Linked DNA regions of Gossypium hirsutum: all the other regions are linked to region 3. The links are chromatin contacts, called in public Hi-C maps. All regions are on one chromosome and are shown on one strand. The core of a region is the stretch at or near the end of the contact, and the rest is flanking DNA. Distances in the headings are between cores, read along the strand shown. Region 1 holds the start of LOC107921200 (non-functional NADPH-dependent codeinone reductase 2). Region 2 holds the start of LOC107921426 (non-specific lipid-transfer protein 4). Region 3 holds the start of LOC107922578 (zinc finger protein SHOOT GRAVITROPISM 5).

What was found. A called contact is a pair of places that touch in the nucleus more often than the background predicts.
Region 1: a contact with region 3 is called in a Hi-C map of leaf, with 1.9 times the contacts expected there. The contact joins the promoter of LOC107921200 here to the promoter of LOC107922578 in region 3. A contact is called at or near these places in 4 of 34 Hi-C or Micro-C datasets (callus, hypocotyl and leaf).
Region 2: a Hi-C map of leaf shows a contact between it and region 3, with 1.8 times the contacts expected there. The contact joins the promoter of LOC107921426 here to the promoter of LOC107922578 in region 3. A contact is called at or near these places in 5 of 34 Hi-C or Micro-C datasets (all in leaf).

Annotation. Positions count from the first base shown.
Region 1 is chrD01:42,559,343-42,563,503 of Gossypium_hirsutum_v2.1, forward strand. LOC107921200 (non-functional NADPH-dependent codeinone reductase 2) reads left to right here and starts at 2,338. Exons shown (of 3, transcript XM_016851082.2): 1 at 2,338-2,772; 2 at 2,850-3,093; 3 at 3,214-3,793. The coding sequence starts at 2,399. The coding sequence ends at 3,618.
Region 2 is chrD01:42,748,949-42,753,019 of Gossypium_hirsutum_v2.1, forward strand. LOC107921426 (non-specific lipid-transfer protein 4) reads right to left here and starts at 1,820. Exons shown (of 2, transcript XM_016851277.2): 1 at 1,418-1,820; 2 at 574-807. The coding sequence starts at 1,766. The coding sequence ends at 791.
Region 3 is chrD01:42,299,732-42,304,153 of Gossypium_hirsutum_v2.1, forward strand. LOC107922578 (zinc finger protein SHOOT GRAVITROPISM 5) reads left to right here and starts at 2,436. Exons shown (of 3, transcript XM_016852668.2): 1 at 2,436-2,870; 2 at 2,965-3,364; 3 at 3,807-4,422. The coding sequence starts at 2,750.

The DNA of each region.
Region 1 (4,161 bases), core at 1,088-3,587, 260 kb after region 3:
CTTAATAATATAACTATAATTCTAGTTTTTATTATGAATAAAATTGTTGATTTTGAAATTTTTTTAATAATATAAAATCTTTACAATTGATGAGGCAATAAACTATGCAATTAAAAATTCCAAAATCATATAAATTACTTATAGATATTTTTTATTGTAATTAATTTTTTTATTTTTTATTGTAATTAATTTTTTTTCTGCAATTACTTATATTTTAAAGTAATTTAGCTAGAGTTTAGAGAGTAAGTTAAATATGTTACTATGTATAATAATAATTTTATGTATTTAAAATTTAATGATAAGATGAAATTTTATTAATGCCTAAAAATATTAATTTTTAGAGAGATTTTTTTGTTTGTACATGATAGAGTAGTCGCCTACAGAACAGCTGGATACATGATGAAATAATTCCTTTAAAATACTTGACATTTAAATAAAACAAAAGGTTGACATTGAAGTGATCGAGACTTCCTTGTTTTCGCTTAAAAGATGTTAGAATATATGCCGAAAATAATTATATATTAAATATATTAAAAATTAAAATGAGAATTTTTTTGAAGAAAAATTCTTTAATTCATTTTATGAATAGGATTATACAAATTGAAAAAGAAAAAATAACAAACACCCGACAAGCTCCATCAACAAAATAAAGACTTCAGCCTTAGCATCAAATGAACATTATGTAACATTGACAATCGGCTTTGTCATAACTCAAGCACGATATATTTGATTTAAATAACAAACACCCCTCATGGGCAATGAAAGGCAATCACTTAATACGATAAAGAAATTCATCCTATATGGTCTAAATCGACAAAAGAACTAAACATCCACCAAATTGAAGAGGGTAGCAACAAAACTATCCCTAAACCCACTTGCAAAAGCAAGTCTACATGCATAAGTGAAGACTTATTTAACAATGAAAAAAACATATAAAACTTAAGACAACATGGGTCCAAACTAACTCGTGAAGTCATTTATTATTTTGAAATACTCTTAAAACGGAAACATATTAAGAAACCAACAAAGAACCATCCACTTTTTAAGAGAAACTGTCGATGGGTGATGGAGTGTCAATAACAATTGACATTATCATCTATCCATCACAATTTGTAAAGACGTTAAAGATACCCACAAAATAAATCATGAAGTGAAAAAGGAGAAAAAAAGAAAAGAAAGACAGGCCAGTAGTAGCCAACCCGGAGATTGGCACCGTCGTCGGGCAAAATACAAGAGAAGAAACAAATAACTTGGAGAAAAAATAGAATATTTTTTAGGGTTTTATAAAATTTTTAAAATTAAAATGAGAATTAAATATTACTTTATAATTGAAATGGTTATGTTGGTTGGTAAGTTTTATGAAATTTTGGGTTCAAATCCTATGTTTTACTAGATTTTGTATGAAAAAAAGATAAAAATATCTTCAAAATAGTATTTATTATTTTTTAAAATAAGGCTTAATGCACACTTTAGTCCTTGAAATATATTGCTTTTCTCAATTTGGTCCTTAAAGTTTTATTTTGCCTACTTCAATCCCTAACATTATTAGACATTCCTAATTTAGTGACCAAAACATTGAACAGAGAAGGTTTGATAATGATAAGGACTAAATTGAGAACATCAAATAATGTTAAAGATTGAAGTGGGCTAAGAAAAAACTTTAGTCACCAATGTAAGAAACTGGTATATTTCAAGAACTAAAGTGTGCAATAAACCTTTAAATAATAGTCTTATAGTAATTTAAAAACTGAGTTAAAGCTTAATTGAGAGTGATCAACTCAATCAACCTCTTTTTAAATAGTATAGATACTCCTCCTAATATTATTATTGTAAAAAACGTTATTTAATATTAAAAACACGTTTTTTTTAACAATTTTATCATACATTCTATTATATTTATTCTTTTTGGGATAATACCTAAAACTACCTATAATACGCTTCAATTTACTCGAACTAATTACCTCCTCTTATATTGACAACAATACACATGACAATCAAATTAAGACTCCATCAACATCAAAAATACATTTTTGAATCTCAAGCCACAAGACACAATCTCAAATCTCATTAACACCAACAAATTTGATCATTGTCTTTACACGTTATATCAAGGTTGAAAATATTCTTCTTCTTCTTTCGATTTTCAAAGAATGGGGTGTTGGTCAATAATGAACACCCACTTATTCCGCGGGGGGATTGTATTTATTCATTATTTAGATAGAATTCTTTTTCTAATAATGAACACCCACTTGAATTTATTTATTATTTAGATAGAATTCTTTTTCTAAATAGAAAAAGACGTCCATCAAAGTAATAATTAAAAAAGACCAATGACTCAAAAATTTGTAATATATATGAGATGGCATGGTGAAGGATACTATTGACAGATACAGTAAACATGGATGCTAGAACCAAAATGCAAGAAAGCAGTTCACAGTTGTCTGCCACTTCATATCAAAGCGTCCCAACTTTCCCTCTTCATTCAACCAATGAGAAAGCTATTCCCCTTCTAGGTTTTGGCACAGCCGAATACCCTTTCGGTGCTTCCATCGATACCATGAAACAAACCATTCTCGAAGCTATCGAAGTAGGGTACCGTCACTTCGATACGGCTGCTCTTTACCAAACTGAACAGCCTTTAGGTGAAGCAATATCAGATGCTCTTCGTCTAGGGTTAATCAAATCCAGAGACGAACTCTTTATCACTTCCAAGCTCTGGTGTAGCGATGCACACCATGATTGTGTTCTCCCAGCACTCAAAAAAACACTCAAGTATTATCCCTTTGTTCCCTTGATGTTTTCACTATGTGCTTTTTATTGGTTTACTTATTGTTTCTTGATTTGTATAGAAATTTGAAGTTGGAATATCTTGATCTGTATCTGATTCACTGGCCAGTGAGCGTGAAGCCTGGGGAATATGAGTTGCCTGTTAAGAAGAAGGACCTTGTTCCTATTGATCTAAAATCTGTGTGGGAAGCAATGGAGGAGTGTCAAGCTCTTGGCCTAACAAAATCTATAGGAGTAAGCAATTTCTCCTGCAAGAAACTCGAAACTATCCTTTCCACTGCCAAAATCCCACCTGCAGTGAACCAAGTGAGGACCACTTTAATTTCTACCTAATGTTTTGTATCATCTGCTTAATGTTTTTCAATTAAAATTAATAGTATAAGTAACTAATGATGGATTCGTATGAATTGATGTATGGGGTGAAAGGTGGAGATGAACCCAATGTGGCAGCAAAAGAAACTGAGGAAGTTTTGCGATGAGAAGGGCATACTTATCGAGTCTTACTCTCCTTTGGGGGCAAAAGGAACGCTGTGGGGAACAAATCGGGTGATGGAATGTGAGCTACTCAAAGAAATTGCCCAAGCCAAGGGAAAATCGCTTGCTCAGGTTTGTTTGAGATGGGCATATGAACAAGGAGTATGTGTGCTTGTGAAGAGCTTCAACAAGGAAAGGATGAAACAAAACCTTGATATCTTTGATTGGAAGCTCAGTGCTGAGGAGTCTCGCAAGATAAGCCAACTTCCACAGTTCAAAGGGTTTCCAGCTGGGGAATTTGTATCAGATGATGGTCCTTACAAGTCTCTTGAAGAGCTTTGGGATGGAGAGATTTGATTTTCATTATCTACCGGATTTATTACAAATAAACCAAATGGACCCATATGCAAATCTTTATAGTTTGGTGGTATTGTGTATATATGGGACCATCATTTTATTGTGTTGGAACCAGCATTTAGCAGACGAGAACTATGGGGACAATAAAATGTGATTGTGGAGCTTATTGAGTCAAGAGTCATCCTATTTTTCTGTTTGTCCTTTCTTGTGGAGTAACATGTTGCAAGTATTAGAAAATCACCGGAAAGTACTGAAAATAATTTTTGGAATTTTTTCCCATATTTACCTTTTGAAAAAACATAACTTATTTTCTAGAAATAAAAACTCCAGTGATTTTATTTTTATATAAAAATTAATTTAAGTAAAGCTTAATATTATTATATTAATAATAATTTTTTATTTTTATGTTTAAAATATGTAAAATTAATAAAATATTAATATAAAATATTATAATTTTCAATATTATCAAACATACATATTTAATTATCTATATCTAATCATATAATAAATTATTAATATTATTTAATATTTCAATTTTATTTT
Region 2 (4,071 bases), core at 570-3,069, 450 kb after region 3:
GGATAAAAATGTTGTGAGGCATTTCTTATTTAACACCTTTCCAAATAGACACTTTTTCTTTTATGTCTTTTTTAAAGATTATATATTAATTGTTAAATTTCAATTTTGGTCCTTATATTATGTTTAATTTTGAAATATAATCTCTATTTTTATATAATTTGGTATCTCAACTTTTATAATGTCATTAGTTAATCTAAATATTTTATTTTGATTAAAATATTGAGTGAATTTATAATAATTGTTAATATCATTAAAATTATGTATTACATTCAAGTCCATTACAATATTATCTTATTTTGTTACATGGATACAAATGAGTATTCTTTTTTTTTTTTAATTTCAATATGTCACACTAGAGAATTTAACAAAAAAAAATTAACGGTGTTAATAACTAGATCCAAAAAATAAAATAACTAAATTCCTAAAAATAAAAATATAATCATTAAATTCCAAATATAAGAATTTAAAATATATTTTAACTTTACAATTTAATCCAAAAATAATTAATCCAATGCGAAATCTATTGTAGTAACAAATTATTATTATGGTTTGCATTGATGGAGAGAGAGAGGGTTTGTATTTAAGGATTATTATTATTATAATGTAAAGGTGAAGGTACATAAAAGAAGACGTAGGTGTTGAAGCAACCTCCACATCTTACACAAATTCTCAACATTACATTAAAACTAATATATGAATCACCAAGTAACCATGCACCAATACTTTATTCATAGCTCTCAGCTTCTCCCTCCTACAAAATCACCCATTATTCTCCTTCATCGTTGCCTTCTTATGGGACTGTATACCCTGAAAAGTGTCGAAATTTTACTAGTTAGCCTCAACATATTGGAATACTTTTTTTAAAAATTTTAAAAATATATATGTCATTTTAATGATATCAAATAATATAACTATATAAAATACTTAGTTTTCAATAATATATGCCATTTACTCTAAAAATATTATCCACTAAGATATATTTTTCTTTTTATTTATAGTAATAAAAATTAGCAGTAAAAATAATCATAAACTTAACAAATTATTTTTAAATTTTAATTTATTTTTTAACAAATTATATTAAAAGATTTTTTTCCCCCAAAATGGGTGGTATGAATTCTAGTCTAGTTAATTTTATAAGGGGAAAAAAGTTAAAGCCCGTTTAAAAATGAGAATGTCTTGGACCAGTCAGCTTGGTCTTGATGTTCTGGGGTTGCCGAGCTTGTGCTAATCACTTTAGGGCTTTACGTTTATACCTTTAATCTTCAAAACCAAGCCCAAAAGGAAACATGCACATGCACAATGGCCGTTGTTATTTGCCAGTCTTGAGCCCAAAACATGGCATTAATTTATGTAAATGTTTGGTTAAGTTAAACACCACTTTCAAAAGATAAAGAAGAGAATGAGGTAGTGTACTTACTTCCACATTTTTTGCCAGCTTGCCTGTTCCTAATATTGCATTTTTTGGGAATGGCAATAGCAATCCCAGGCATGATCCCGGCCTGCTTTGCCAATGGTGATAGCAAAATAGCACAAAGGCACCTTGGAGAAGTCCTGAGTAAGGCACCCACCTTGGCGCAGCAAGCTGGAGGAACTTTAGCCCTTGCATTCCGAGCCGCTCCCAGGCATGGGCTTAAGCTTGCTGCAGCCGACCTGATTGGGGTCCTCCCGCACTCTCCTGCTGCACCTGCATCACTGACCAATGCATTCAAACTTATCGAAATCAAAAACAAAACAACCAGACAATAAGGTTTCAAGCTCAAAGCCATCTCTGTTACACTCCGCGAAACTCACTCTTTTTCCACACTGATTTTGCTGACCTCCACCAATGCATATTTATACACATATTTTAATAATAAAAAAAAGGGTTTCGGCCTGTGGGGTGGTGAAATTTGGGTTTAGTGCGGTGGTTGTGGGAGACTTACGTGGAAGCATTTTGTGTCTTCTTCTTCCCTCAGGTTATTCAAGATGTAATGATTAGTTGAATGTTCCCACTGAAAGGATCCATCGCTTGTTACTTTGGTAGATTTTGGTTCATAAGTAGAATGCTATTTCCTTGGCTTTTTGTTAAATTTTTTCTGGCATGTTCTCTTCTTCAGATTGCCTTAGGGTAGGTGGCAGTGTTAACATATGCATCAAAGGGTTTCCGTTATCTTTTTGGCATTCTTGGAGCTTTCAATAATTTGCTCCACTATGATATATTGAAATATATTAGACTATACGTGGCTTAAACTTATTAACCAACTGCTGGATATGACATGATCTCAATAAGAAAAGCATATACTTGACGTATGTGCTCTCCTATATGCTTTCATATCCTAATTGTTTCTTAAATATCAACACCATGCATGATCAATGAAAATCAAAGCAGAAAATAATAAAAACAACATATATTTAGTGACTTCAACCAATAATCTGAAATTAAATCAAGAGTCAAGCAAATTGGATTACAACCTAATTATTAGTCATTATTGTCCCCAAACACACTCCAACTAAAAAAACATATCTTATTACATAATTTACTATTTGCTTCATTTTATACTTTTTTTAGTAAATTTAATATATTTTTTACTATTAAAAATAAAATATTTATTTTATAAATTATTAAGAGAATATATATTGTTCAATATTACCACATTTGTAGTCTTGAGGTTGATATTATTTTCTTGACAAAAATATTATAGTGAAAGGTCTGACAATTGTTTAAATTTTAATGATAAGAGTTTTAATTTTACCAACAATATTATATGATATTTTTAAAAGCTTTGCTTGAATATTTTTAATCAAATATTGAGAATAGAGGGGTCAGATATATGAAGAGAGCAATGTACAGTCTAAAGGTATATCTATCTGCACCAAAAAAATTTATTTGAATTGTTGATGCAAGATTTAGTGATGAAGGTTGATGAGGAATTATACGAAGGTGCAAAGAGTCTATTAATGTTGTTCTTGTGGGATTGGAGAGGAATAGAAGGTTCTAGAGAATGCTTGATAGAGTTTTGATATGTAAAGTAATGTATTGGAGTCATCTACACAATATAGAATGTTTATATAGCTGAGGGCTTGATGTGGTTCCTTGGATAAGTGTTTTCCTGAAGGAAGTTAATAGTTGAGTCATTGTGGGCCATCCTGCATGTGCACCTCAATTTGATTAGAGGATTTGTTGTTTTACTATGGAGCCCCCCTGTAGGTCCTAATAGCAATGGCTATGAGCGAAACATGTAGGAGATGGGTCTTGATGCAAGATTTAGCCTAAGCACGATGCTCATGCAGCGTGAGGTGAGGTGTGCGCCCTTTAGGCGAGGTAGCTTTTGATCATATGTGTGAGCTCTTTCTTGTTCTCTTCCTCGGTTGAGGATGGTTGACCTCGCATGGTTGTTACATATAATACTTTTTCTTTAGTTGAGGAGAAAATTATAAAGTGATCTTCATCGAGAAATAAACTTATTGTAGATGGTGGTGAAAATGTTTTGCTTTGCCGATATATAATTTTGAGCTCTAGGGAAACAAAAAATTCGATAGTGCTCAAAGTGGTTGTATATGTAAGCAATCACAGAAGTTATTCCAGCAACTACTTGTTTCTTAAATGTCAGCGTTATTCATAGTTGCTCATAGGTTGGGTCGGATTTGAATTGGGTTCATGCAAGGTACTTAGACCAATTTTTTCAAGTCTGGGTTTGGCCTAGCCTGAAAAATAGGCTTACATTTTTTTGCCCAAGCTTGATCCAATTTAAGAAAGGTAAATCCAGATCGACTTGACCTGTCCATATTTCTTTCTTTTTAAATTAGTTTTTATTTAAAAATATTTTTTTAGAAAACATAATATACTAAAGGCCTAAATTCACTAAAAACGCTAAAATAAAAGTTTTCTAACACATTAAAAATACATTAGAAGGTATTTATGTCACACGCCAAATTTGGCGGATCCGAGAAGGCGTGTAGATGTGAAATTGTCTGTTTTGGCGCACTTTGATAGTTAGTCCACAAATTTATAAGCTTCTAGCGAACTAATGTTTGGTGCATACCCACCTATGGAAGTTTTCTGGATTTAATTCTCGTAGCATTCTTCAATTG
Region 3 (4,422 bases), core at 1,186-3,685:
AATTATGAATAGATTACGTCCAGTACGATATGATACTAATAATAGAGCCTTCAATTTCAAAATTAGAAAACCTAATTAATGTTTAAAACTAAATAAATAAGATAAAATAAAATTTCCACCACCAAATGATAATTCATATTATTAATTAGTTTTTAAAAATGCATTAAAAACACTATATATTTGGCTAAGGATATACTACTCTGGCACAACTCTTATTAATAACATGTCTCTATCCTATGTAACTGCTTTAAGCCAGTGATTAAAGGTCGCTACTATAGATCTAATCATTTTAGGTACGGTAATAACACAGATACAAATATTAGTATTACCATCAAAATTCATATAATACCAATTATTACTATCAATTTTTTCTATAACTTTATTTCTTAAAGTTTTGTCTGTTATAGAAAGACGGTTGTTATACACTTATAATAGCATGTTATTATAAAGAAATAATTATTGTAAACTTACCATATCATACCATATAAAGTAAGTGAGAATTATGTTCAAAAAAGAAACAAAGTAAGAATCAAATCAACAAAACTAAAATGTGTATAGCATGTGCAAATTTATTACTTTTATGCATATTTTATTTTACATTCTTTCACATAATTAATTATGAAATTTATAAAACTAACGAGTTTAATTAATTAGTATAAGTTATCTATCTTTAAAAAATATATACAGGAGAGCATTATGTTGCAGGCATGAGATCAATTTATAAGTTTTTGATGTTCTAAATTCATTGTAAAATATTTAATTAAAAAACTTAATATTTTATTGAATTAATATTTTTAATTTCACTCATTGAACATTATTTTCATTTAATAAAATATGATTAATAGATTTTTCCATGTAAAATTTAAATTTTTTTATTGGAATAATATTTTAATTAAGATCATTTTTATTTAATAAATTATAATTAATAGACTTGCTTATATGATAAAAATTATAATATTACTTAAAATTTTAAATAATATGTTGTTATAAAGAAGTAATTTAATAAAAGAAATGTACTTCATAACTATGCTTATTGTGGGGATGGCACGAGCCCCGATCTCCCCCAATATGGAAAACTTTTCATTTAGGCCCTTTAAAATTTTAAATTAGTAAAGGTAAAATTACACCTTGACCCCTTAAAATGATAAAAATTTGATTTAATCCTTTAAAAAATATAAAGATATAGGCTATTAAAATGATAAATTATATTTTTACTATAGTAAAAATTACAATTTAATTTTGGTCCCCTAAAAAAATTTTATGATTTCCCCTCTGGTTATAAGTGAATTGTTTTAAATGATTAAAATAAAAATATAAAAGTTGATTCTACTAAAATTTTGATTATTATAATGAAATATTGTTATAACAAGTTATCATTAAAGAAAGTAATTCAAACACATTATTTGATAATTGAATTAAAATGTTGATTGAATAAGTGGGGTAGTAAAAAAGATTCTGTTAATATTTATCGATATGTTATTTAAACCATTATCATCATCTATAGGGTTTACACAATTCCATGATGATAATTAACGATGTTTTATGATAAAAGAATAAGAGTGTTTGTTGGAACCCATGCAAACCCATTTCATATACAGAGCCAATATGATCTTATATATAATATTGTTATTTAATATCACAATGTAGATACGTACTTCAATTGAGTTGAATTTCATCACTGTAATTCTATCTTTAGCTCAAATACTTTTCATTCAAAACTTTATTTTTTCAACTTTTTATATGTATAGGCAAAATCAGTATCTACCACAATAACTCTTTTGAGCTCATTAGCTGAGTGATAAAACAGTAACTTTCTGGCAAATAGAATTATTAGGGTTCCAATATCCTTTTTTCTTTATTGGAGAAAGAGTTACATAATGAGGAATAGGGCAAATTTTGAAGGATGGGGAGGAGATTTTAAATAAGTAAAAGAAAAAGAGAGAAAAAAAAATTCTCTTATAGAAATGATTACAACCTTCTTGAAAGTGACAAATCTTGTTTCCCTCATCTTTAGAAAAACTGAAAGAAAACAGTACTAATTTAGGGTTTTAGTTAAATTTTGCTTAATCAAACAAATAATCCATTTTCACCCCCCCCCCCAAGATTTACATCTCAACTTTTTCTCACAAAAGGGAAATGAAAAGAGAAAAAAAAAAGGTCAGGTGGAAATGGAAGGGAGGTGTGGCCTGCAGTTCCTATTCATATATACAAATAGGAATAATATATGAATAATAAAGAAATAAATTCATGCAAATTACTGTGTGATTGAATAATGACAGTTTGTTTTGTTGTGGGGATGATTTTTTGTTCCTGTCCAAATGCCTGTGTGTTATTATGTGGGTGTGGGCCCCCAAAACACAAGCATTTGTGATTGAATCAGCCCCCTCTCCTCTCTCTCATTCAAAGGAGCTTTATAAGTAAGACTTGCCTCAACCTTACCTGTTCATGGTGGGGGTCTAATTGAAACAGCAAAACCAAGAAAACTTTTTTTAAATAAAGCTTAAAAGAAAGAAAGTTGATGGCAGAAAGCAATAGCTTTTTCTTCTTCTCCATGTTCCCTTCCCTCTCTCTCTGATCCCCATTTTCCTTTGTGTAGTGTTATCAGTAAAGCTGAATTTCCCCTCCCCCACTAGCTACTCCAAGCCAAGCCCTCCACCACCTGTACAGCTAAAGCAAGATTGATTGATTTGTTTTTTCACTTCAAACTCCATCACCCACACAACACATATAGTGAACTGCAACCATCACTATGTTAGACAACAACTCTTCAATTTCTGCTGCACCCCTTCCATCTTCCTCCTCTGATCCCCTCACTCCTTTGGAAAATGGGGCCACCCATAAAAGAAAAAGAAAGCCAGCAGGCACCCCAGGTTGTACTAGCTTATATGTTTTAATTCATTAGTTTAATACCCTATTCTTCTGTTTTTTGTTTTGTTCATAATTGAATTGATTTTGTGTTTGTAGATCCTGATGCAGAGGTGGTTTCTTTATCTCCAAAAACGTTGCTGGAATCGGATAGATATGTTTGTGAGATCTGCAACCAAGGGTTTCAAAGAGACCAGAACCTGCAAATGCATAGGAGAAGGCATAAGGTGCCATGGAAGCTGCTGAAAAGGGAATCACAAGAGGTGAAGAAGAGGGTGTTCGTTTGCCCCGAGCCAACCTGCTTGCACCATGACCCTTGCCATGCTTTAGGTGATCTGGTTGGCATCAAGAAACATTTCCGGCGGAAACACAGCAATCAGAAACAGTGGGTTTGCGAGAAATGCTCTAAAGGTTACGCTGTTCAGTCTGATTACAAGGCTCATCTCAAGACTTGTGGCACCCGAGGCCATTCTTGTGACTGTGGCCGTGTCTTTTCCAGGTCACTCTCACTTCACTTCTTCATACCCCCAAAATACAACCTCCTCTTTCCTCTTTCCTCTCAATTTTTTTCCACATTCAAACCCTAAAAATACCCTCAAAATTATCCTAAAAAACGAAATCCAAGATTGATTTCCTCTTCCCTATTCCCCATAACATGTTTTTGTTTGTTTACTTAATTAAAACCCAATTACACGCAAAATAGTCGTTTACAGACACTAGAATTCAGACCCCAGTTCATTTTTTAATTAGTATTTTAATACAGGAAACCTAGTCTCATAATCCGACCTATAGTTAACTAAAGTCAATTTTATATTGCTTTGTTCCTCGTTAACCCTACATGAAGAGGACTTGGTTGCTTCCTTGACTTAGTCTGTATAATCCAAACTTGATTATTTAAAAATGGAACAGTCCAAATTCTCATCTAATCTGTGTCGTTTCAGGGTGGAGAGTTTCATTGAACACCAAGATGCTTGCACCATTCGACGAGTTCAACCTGAGTTGCAGGCGCAGCTGCAACCTGCAGCAGCCTGCTCCTCTCGAACGGCTTCAAGCACTAGTCCTTCAAGCGATGCCAACTTTAGCATCGCCCCATTGCATGGATTGCCGATAACAAAATCAACGGAGCCTGTTTTCTTGTACAAGCGTGTGTCTGGTTCAGACCATCAGCGCCAACAACTGCAACACAATCTTGAACTTCAACTTCTACCTTCATCAACCGCTAACTCGAGGGATTCAGATGAGGAGTACGCTACACATTTGAAGCTATCGATAGGGTCCAACGACGGTGGTGAAAAGAATGCAAGTGAAACGACATTGGAAGCTACTAGGTTGAAAGAGTTCGCAAGTGGGCAGCTAAAGTTGGCCATGGCCGAGAAGGCCTACGCCGAAAAGGCTAGACAAGAAGCTAAGAGGCAGATCGAGATGGCTGAGCTTGAGTTCGCTAGTGCAAAGAGGATAAGGCAACAAGCGCAAGGTGAACTGGAGAAAGCTCAAGCCTTGAAAGATCAAGCCACAAAGAAGATAAGTGCTACAATCATGCAGATCACTTGTCAAACT